2 separate regions of the Sus scrofa genome follow, and region 1 is linked to region 2. The links are chromatin contacts, called in public Hi-C maps. All regions are on one chromosome and are shown on one strand. The core of a region is the stretch at or near the end of the contact, and the rest is flanking DNA. Distances in the headings are between cores, read along the strand shown.

Region 1 (4,647 bases), core at 983-3,482, 980 kb before region 2:
CCCTTGCTTCCTAGAAGCAGTAGCAGCTTGCTTTGGAAGCTGCTTCAAGTTAAGCCCAAAGAAAGGTACCTGATAATGTCTGTGATGTTTCCTCCTTGGCTCTGGGTAGCGGAAGAGGCATGGGTTCTTGATTTAGACTGACCTGCATTCGAAGTCTCTTGGTCCTGCTTGGTGCTGTGTGGCCTTGGGTAGAATTGCCTAGCTCTTCTGAGCCTGAGTTTCTTCATCTGTGGGTAGGCACTGATAACATTTCCCTGGCATGACTGTTGTGAGAATTAATGATAAACATAAAGGACATTGGTATAGCGTAGGAGGTATTTGATAGATCTGATTATCATCACTTCCTTAAAGGCACAGCACAATCTCACCAATCAGATAAGCTGACCCTTGTGTCATGGCTCAGAGGATCTCTCCTTTTCCCCCACACACTGGTGCTGCTTACTGCCTATGTTATTCCTTGAGCAATGACAACACTGGCAAGTGTCATCTCTTGTGTCCAGCCTAATTCTTCAACAACTCCAATCAGAGCTGGGACTGTCCTTTATACACACTCTAGATGCCTAGTCTTAACCAGGGACCCAAAACAGTCAGTACTAAGAACTTTTTTTTTTTTTTTTTGCTTTTCAGGGCTGCGCCCGCGGCATGTGGAGTTTCCCAGGCTAGGGGTTGAATCAGAGCTGTAGCCGCTGGCCTACGCCACAGCAATGCCAGATCCAGATCTGCATCCTATACCACAGCTCACGGCAATGCTGGATCCTTAACCCCTGAGCGAGGCCAGGGATCGAACCCACAACCTCATGGTTCCTAGTTGGATTCCTTTCCACTGTGCCATGATGGAAATGCCTAGAACATAACTGTTGATGACAAACTAACTGAAGTCCATTCCCAAGTATTTATGGAGTATTTACCAAATGTCAGGTGAGGGTCCAGGGCTCTGGGAACAGGGAGGTGATTTAAACCCAGCCCCATACTGAGGGATCTCCTTCAAAGGCCCGGAAGAGTTTGTGCACCTTTCTAAGTTAAGCATCCAATTCCTAGGGAAGGACTTTGAGTCTGGTGCACTGTGTCTCGAATGGGAGGCAAAAGCCAAGTCCACAGCCCAGAGCCTTTCACCCTGGAGAGTACATAGCATGGCCTTGAGTGCCCAGGGACCCTGAGGCCACTCGGACCTCCCAAGCTGTTCCAACCACCAGCACCTGAAGACTGGCCAGCAAGCAGCCCTTGCTCTCATGGGGGTAGGAGACTGTGAGCGCAGAGATGACCATGCTCTGACCACGAGGGGGCAGTGTTGGACCGCGGATGGCAGAGAACTCAGCACGAGATAGATTCCCTGGTGACTCACTCCAGCAATGCGGTATCTGCATGATTTGTTTTTGGGTGGAGTGGAAAAGGAGAGAATGGGTCGGAAAAAATGAAAGCATCCCTTCAATTTGCAAACTGCCACAGTCATGAGTTCAACCAATGTTCAACCGCCTCAAGTATTTTTAGTGCAAAGAAATGAGGTGATGAGAGTTTCAGAAAACAAGCACTGTCGAAAACCCCAAATGATAATTGACGAAACACTATGCATTAGCAAAAGTTTACTCTTTCTCTTGCAAAAACAAACTGACATTCCCCCCACCCAGGAACAGGAAAGCTTTCAGAAGTTAAAAGAAATATACAGTTGACTAAGCACCCCCACACACACCCTGCCCCCAAGAGAATAAAGAACCTCCCCTCTTATCTGGGTTCAGAACTGGACAGCAACCCCAGTGTGGGCACTTCATAAATATTCAATGATGAAGATGTGGAGAGTGCAAAGGAACCATTTTGTCATTTTAAGAACCCTTCTGAAATGCCGGTGATGGAATCAGGATCTGAACTATCCTTTGCAAATCTTGAACATTTCAGAAAAGCCCAATTCAGCTGGTCATGAGGGATGAAACCAAACAGGGACTGGATTAAAGTCTCCAGGAGTTTGGGGTTGTGACTGTCCTTACAAAGAGCAGAGCAAACTGAAGCAGTGGGTGGGATTTTTTTAAACCACCACTCCCCAAACCTCCAAGCCACTGGGATTCAGTGAGTCCCCTTTGTGGAAAAGTTCTGCCTTGCTCCCCTGTACCCTGGCTGCGCAGGCTATGCCTGTGAACACACAGTTAACGTCGGAGCAGGGTGCGGCAGTCCCTGGGCCATCTTCCACCATCCCCAGCCTGCTGTGTCAACTGAGCTGAGGGACATTCGGAGAGAACGTGGTGAAACCAACACATTGGTATGTTGCCCTGTCAAGGTCTGCTTGTTTTGGCCCCGGTACACATGGCCTTGGCCCGTGTCATCTTGATAAACAGAGATGAATGCACCTCAGTAACCATCGCCCAGACTGCTTGGGTCGGTGAGGCTGTATTCTGGTGGAATTGTGCCCGCGGGGCTTGGAGATCTTCCACAGAGAGCTGGCTCTCTCTGCCCCCACAGAGACCCCTTTCTGGTGCTAAGAAACGCTCTCCGTTTGCCAGTGGTTGACTCAAGCCAGAGCAGGGCGGGGGCAGCCACTGCTTGGGTGTGGGCCTGGCTAACTTAGAATACAGAACAGCCCTATTTCCTCTCACCAGGCCCCCCAAGCTCCACCCACCACACACATGGCCACCCCTAGGAGCAACCTCTAATCCTCCAGGCACTAGAGCTGGGGTGGCAGGGGGGGGGGGTCGCTCCTCCTCCCTGATGGCTTCCCCGTTGCTTGGGCTCCTGGGAAGCTCTGCGGCCGACACCATGATGTAAAGGACAGTAGGCGTCAAAGCCCCCCCTCACAGTCCCTCACAAACTTGCAGCCAGTGGAGTGGTGGTCAGGCCCCAGGAAAACCATGGCATTTGCCACAGCCTTAGCCTGTGTGTGTGCATGTGCACACACACTTCTATTTCTAGCGCTCCCCTTTCCTCACTCCTGCCATGCACCTTGGCAAAACCTGTCCTGTCATTCATCTCTCAGAGACCGACCAAGCACCCACATGCGCAAGACAAACCTTTGCAGAGAGAGGCAGACGGTGGCTCCCTCCTCCCAAATCCAAGAGCCCAGGGAAGGAAAATAGTATTAACTGAGTTCGTGTTTCGTGTCAGAAACTTTAGATGTAGGACTTCTCTCAGTCTGGCCTCTCACCTGAGAGTAAGGCCTCGTTATTGCCATAAGAAGCAAGAGCAGGGACGCTGCCACCTGACTGCCTGAGTTCCAAGTCCAGCTTTGCTCCTGTGACCGTGGCTAGGTGACCTCACCCACATGCCTGCTTCATGGGGAAAATGGGACTCAGGCTATTGTGAGCTCGGAATGACAACGTACATAAAAAGTGCCTAGAGCAGCAGTGTCATGTCATCACATTCTATTAGCTTTATACGTTAAAGAAGAGGAGACAGAGGCCACAGATCGGGTGTTAAAGTGTGGTTCCTGGTGGGCTCCATGCTAATGCTCTCCCCAGTGTTCTTTTAAACATTGTGACGTGTCATTCCCCACCCCTCCCTCACCCCCAGGGATGGTTACAGTGGGCCTTGAAAGTGAGTTTTGGACTAGTGTATGGGAGAGAGTTTGGAGGACCAGAGCCATCTGAGTCTTGTTTGGGCCCTGAAATTGTATCCCTTGAGCTGGGTGCTGCCCGCTGTCGGCGGTGGGCTCTTTCCCCACCTGGGGGCAGGAAGGCCTTGCTGTTATGGGGATGGCTGGCGGCTGGCTCCCACCCCTCCTCTACTCAGAGGCTGGCAGAGACTGCAGGATTCTGACTCGAACCTCCTCACCCCCATCCCCATGCTAAAACCTGAGTTTTCCCTGAAAATATGGCAGAAGTTGAAATTTACACCCAAGCCCACCTGGCTCCAAAGCCCATTCACTCCATTCTTATCTTGGTCAGCTGCTAGACATCTGTGGCAGATAGACAGATGAGTCCACAGGGACTGACACAGTCAGGACTTGACCTTCGTGTGCCCGTGGAGGAAGGGAATGGGAGACTGGGACAAAGGCCAGTGCCTGGGCAGGCACCTGTACGCATAACCTCCGATCACTCAACTTAGAAATCCGACTGATGGGGAGATCATCCGCTCTTACCTAGAGTGCTACAAGGGACTCCCCTCAGTCTCAAGGAGAGACGTATCCAGGGTGTCTTGGGTCAGGCAAACTATGGTTTCAAGGGTTTCTGGAGCTTATATCATGCCCTGAGTCAATACTCTCCCAACTAGCTTTGTGATCTTGGCTAAATCTCTCAGCCTCTCTGAACTTCAGTTTACTAATATGTAAAGCTGAGCAACTAAAGCTGGGCAAATAATCCCTACTTAACAAGGGTTTCCAATGGCCAAGGGCTGCACCTCAGAGATGCTTATGGAATGTGAGTTTTCCTAGACTGTAAGAAGGCACATATGATCCCACTTGATTCCACCCCAGAGATGAAAGCTCTGGAAGAAAGTTTTCTGCACACTCACTCGGATGTTTGCACCTCCTGTGGGTAAAGATGCAGTCTTCACGTCACTTCACTGCACTGCGGGTATCAGAAGCCCTTCTCAGCAAACCCAGCACCTGTGACGGGTCATCAACTGCCTTCCTGGGTCTCCTAGGCCTCTGTGACATGGCTGCCCCCCGTCCCACCACCGTCAAACCCTCCATGCTTTTCAGTGTTGTGCACATTGGTTTCCTCAAAG
Region 2 (4,531 bases), core at 1,050-3,549:
CCATCCTCACCCTACCCCATGTCCCTGCGCCGTCCCTGTAGCCCTGTGCCCTGCCTGGACACCCAAGCCTCTCCCTTGAGTCTAGAACCTTCCTTCCTATCTTCTCTGTTTTCAGGTCAGCCTGGCTGATGTCCTGTTTCCTTCTTGGTCTGATGCCTATTAGCTTAGATGACACACTTCTGTTTTAACACAACTGGAGGATCTAGTTGAAGGAATTCTCAGGCACTGTGGCAAGAGGATGGAAGGTACCAGTGGGAGTTTTAGCCCTTTGATTTCATTCTGTCTCAAATATTTCTGTTTGAGACGTAATGCTAGGCACTGGAAATACACAGACTGATAAAAGACTGTTTTTATCTATTCCACTGCTTGGAGAGTAATTTATTCCAACATTTCATGAGTCTGTTTTGATTAAATTGGAGGCCATGTGTGAAGCAAAAAGAAAAAAAAAATGTCTCAGTAGATCCTAAGGATATATCCCAACACAAAAGAGAAGCAAAAAAAATGTATAGCAGCAAGTGAGGAGAGGGATATGCTCAAAATTGTGCAAGAATCAATCTATTTTCTGCCCCTTTCTCTTTTATAGATACATCATCACATACTTTTTCAACCTCTGAAAGATGACTAAATGATGAATTCCTAGGATTAATTAAATAGGAGGTGAAGCAAGGGAACTCTATTTGTTAGACTCCCACTCTGGCAGGCAGTGAACTAAGTGCTTTCATAAGTGTGACTTCGTTCTTACAATAGTCATGAGGTAAGTTGAATTAAGCCCATTTTACAGGTGAGGAAACTGAGACTCAGCAAGATTAAATAACATGGTGTATCTAAGATACAGGAGAAAATATGAGGCTAAAGCTCTGTTAATGGGGGAAAGTGATGTTCCTACTCACCTTTGGGATCTTTCCTTCTGTCCTCTAATCTCTGAATGCATATACCCTAATGAAGCAATACACATTAAGTGCAAAGCATGAGAGGATTACAAAATAGTATAAGCTTTGGGTGTCCCCCTCGAGGTGACAACAGCATACTTTTTTTTAATAATTTTTTTTTATTTTCCCACTGTACAGCAAGGGGTCAGGTTATCCTTACATGTATACATTACAATTACATTTTTCCCCCACCCTTTTTTCTGTTGCAACATGAGTATCTAGACAAAGTTCTCAATGCTATTCAGCAGGATCTCCTTGTAAATCTATTCTAAGTTGTGTCTGATAAGCCCAAGCTCCCAATCCCTCCCACTCCCTCCCCCTCCCTTCAGGCAGCCACAAGTCTCTTCTCCAAGTCCATGATTTTCTTTTCTGAGGAGATGTTCATTTGTGCTGGATATTAGATTCCAGTTATAAGTGATATCATATGGTATTTGTCTTTGTCTTTCTGGCTCATTTCACTCATATGAGATTCTCTAGTTCCATCCATGTTGCTGCAAATGGCATTATGTCATTCTTTTTTATGGCTATGGAGAACAGTTTGGAGATACCTTAGAAATCTATACATAGAACTTCCATATGACCCCGCAATCCCACTCTTTGGCATCTATCCGGACAAAACTCTACTTAAAAGAGACACATGCACCCACATGTTCATTGCAGCACTATTCACAATAGCCAGGACATGGAAACAACCCAAATGTCCATCGACAGATGATTGGATTCGGAAGATGTGGTATATATACACAATGGAATACTACTCAGCCATAAAAAAGCATACTTTTAAGAATAAGATGTCAATACACACACACACACACACACACACGAACTAATAATCTAAACTCTATGGAACAGAAACAAGTCATTCTGGGAGAGAGAAGGGAGTGTCTGTGGGTTGGACTCACCTTAGAAAGGAGGATGTGTAAGAATATTCTAGGTGGGGAAAGTAGTGATGAGTAAGACTCAGTGTTTTGGGACATGGATGGGGGCCAGTGTGCTTGGAAGTAAGACTGAAACAGATTACAGAGCAGAGCAACAGGAGCAGTGTCTGGAAAAGTGGACCAGAGTGGGGTGATGAATGTGACTGGACTGCAGCATCCACAAGAGGCAGGGCATGGGGTGAGGGATGGGGGCGGGGGGGGGGGCTGGGTGTATGTGGGAAGGTGTGAGAATCTGTGTGGGGAATGTGGGGTGTGTGTGTGTGGTATGGGGTATCTGGCGTATGTGCAGTGTATGAGAGTGTGTGTGGTGTGAGGGTGTGTTTGTGGAGGAGTGTAGGGGAGTGTGGGGTATATGCGGTGTATGTGTGTGGTATATGGGTGTGTGTATGTGTGTATATGGTGTATGGGGCTGTGTGGGGTTTGTGAGTGTGGTGGGTGTGGAATATAGGGGATGTGGTGTGTGAATGTGTATGGTGTGTGTGTGTGGGTGTGTATGAGGGTGTGTGCTGGCATGGGGTGGGATGGCATTTGGGGGGCTAGCCAAATTGTGGAGAGAAAGCTTTGGACTGGGCCCCAGAGGACAAGAATTCTAGTCCCAGCTTTGTTGTTGGCTGGAAAAGCAACATCTCCAAGCCTCTGTGTTCTTCAGCTGTAAGATCAGAAATTGGAGCAAGTTATCCCAGAGGTCTGTCTCACATTAATTCCAAATTTCCTTCCCTTTCTTTTTCTTCTTTTGACCCCCCCCCACCTCCTTTTTTGTTTGTTTGTTTCTTTCTTTTTAGGGACGAACCCACAACATATGGAAGTTCCCAGGCTAGGGGTCAAATCAGAGCTGTAGTCACCTGCACCACAGCCACAGCAACACCAGATCCAAGCCTCATCTGCAACCTACACCATAGCTCACAGTCAATGCCAGATCCTTAACCTACTGAGTGAGGCCAGGGATTGAATCTGCGTCTTCATGGATGCTAGTCAGATTCATTTCCACTGAGCCATGACAGGAACTCCGCCTTTCCACCTTCTGCTCAAGGCTATAGAAAACTTCTTTGGTTGGCACATAGCATTTTTTTGTTAATTTGAGAAACAATCATTTTATTCCATGAACCTGGACAAGCCCTGTCATTATAAAATAGCAAAACCTGTGTCATTATTGGAGAATTTTTTAAGTGTAAGTAATTTTAAAATAATTGATGAGGTTCTTATTAAAACAATGTCATTTCTTCTACCAACCCCTACTTGCTTTTGCTGAATTATTATTTGATACTATGCCCCTTATTCATATCAGGAGCCCCATGGAAAAAAAAACCATGGACTCCTATTGCTGTGTTTACCATAAGGACATTTTTTGAAGATGTTATTAATTACACAAAGAAGAGACCCATGAGAGAATTTTCTCTCTGATCTATAGATCAGAAAGAAGTGTTCTATCACTGAAAAACAGCTACTTCAAGGACTCCGTGGCTGCTGTAAAGAGCTCCATGGCCCTCTTCCCAGCTTGGTGCTGCCAGAAAGCACAGAAGCAAGTCCAAGTCCAAGGGCATGGCTGGCCCGTGGCACTCTCACTCACCCCAGGCTGCCTTCCTCCTTGCTCTTAAGCTGTCTTGTCCTCATCTTTTCTTCTTTTTTATTTATTTTTTATCTTTCTGAATTATATGCAGTTGGGCACTTTAAATACATCTGGAAACAAGGAGGTTTAAAAAATAAAAACACAAACAAATAAATAAACTGTGCAATCAAAAGCTTTGTTTCCTAGACCAGGGGTTAGCAAACTATGGGCTGCTGGCCAGATCTTGCCTGCCACTTGCTTTTGTCTGGTGTGCAAGATAAGATTGGCTTTTATATTTTTAAAACGGTTTGGAAGAAAGAAAAAGGAAGAAGATCTGTTGTATAAGAAAGTTACATGAAACTCAAATTTCAGTGTCCGTAACTAAAGTGTAATTGAAACACAACCATGCCCACTCCTTTGCTTTTTGTCAAAGCCTGCTTCCACCTTCAAGGGCAGAGTTCACCAGGTAGAACAAAGGCAGAGGTGGCCCTTGAGCTTAAAATATTTACTATCTGGCCTCTTCCAGGAAAACTTTGCTGCCTCCTGGATTAGTCCTCCATTTTCCATCTGCTTGAGTTCCTCCTGGCTTCCGTGAGCATTATAAAATTGTTCCAAAGCTGGGCGTCTACTGCATCCTTTACTCAGTCCAGATATTTTTTTGTGCTTTGTCCATAAAACTACTTTTCAGGGTACTTTTACTATGACCCAAGCTCAGGTTCACTGTCTGGCTCAGAGTTCAATGCTTTGTAATAGATATGGCCTTTTAAAAATGATCGAAGGACCCTCTTGGGTGACTGTTTTATAGACACTAATAAAATACATTCACAAAAAATTTCTATTTTTTGCTGAAAATTCTCAGCCAACAGAAGGATCGACACAGCAACTTGGCACTTTTTACACCACATTCAAACAATTTCCTCCAGTTTCTTTTCAGTTGATACATGTGTTTGCATATTTACTGATTTTTTTTTCCTCCCTGGTCACCCTCAGTTAGAAATATAACCAAGTCTCCATGGAAACGCAACAGAATGCTCTCTCACAGATGATTGAGGGACCCAAGCAGCTGGTACTGGGCTGAAGTCTGCAATGGCATCTGACCAAATTAGGAAAAGAAAACA

The links. A called contact is a pair of places that touch in the nucleus more often than the background predicts.
Region 1: a contact with region 2 is called in a Hi-C map of omental adipose tissue, with 3 times the contacts expected there. The contact joins two enhancer-like sites. A contact is called at or near these places in 3 of 5 promoter capture datasets (fetal liver, fetal skeletal muscle and liver), 30 of 47 Hi-C or Micro-C datasets (alveolar macrophages, blood, brain and 16 more) and 2 of 2 datasets of contacts at active chromatin or transcription factors (alveolar macrophages and skeletal muscle).

What each region holds. Positions count from the first base shown.
Region 1 is chr13:96,970,341-96,974,987 of Sscrofa11.1, reverse strand. No RefSeq gene overlaps it. Among named protein-coding and RNA genes, the nearest start is that of CCNL1, 32 kb to the left of the region's middle. Within about 2 kb of position 2,232, at least 20 of the 83 cell types and tissues checked have an H3K27ac peak or open chromatin away from gene starts, as enhancers often do. A contact at or near this core is called in omental adipose tissue, where this site is marked.
Region 2 is chr13:95,985,814-95,990,344 of Sscrofa11.1, reverse strand. It overlaps a transcript of KCNAB1 not described here. Among named protein-coding and RNA genes, the nearest start is that of KCNAB1, 110 kb to the left of the region's middle. Within about 2 kb of position 2,299, at least 2 of the 83 cell types and tissues checked have an H3K27ac peak or open chromatin away from gene starts, as enhancers often do. A contact at or near this core is called in omental adipose tissue, where this site is marked.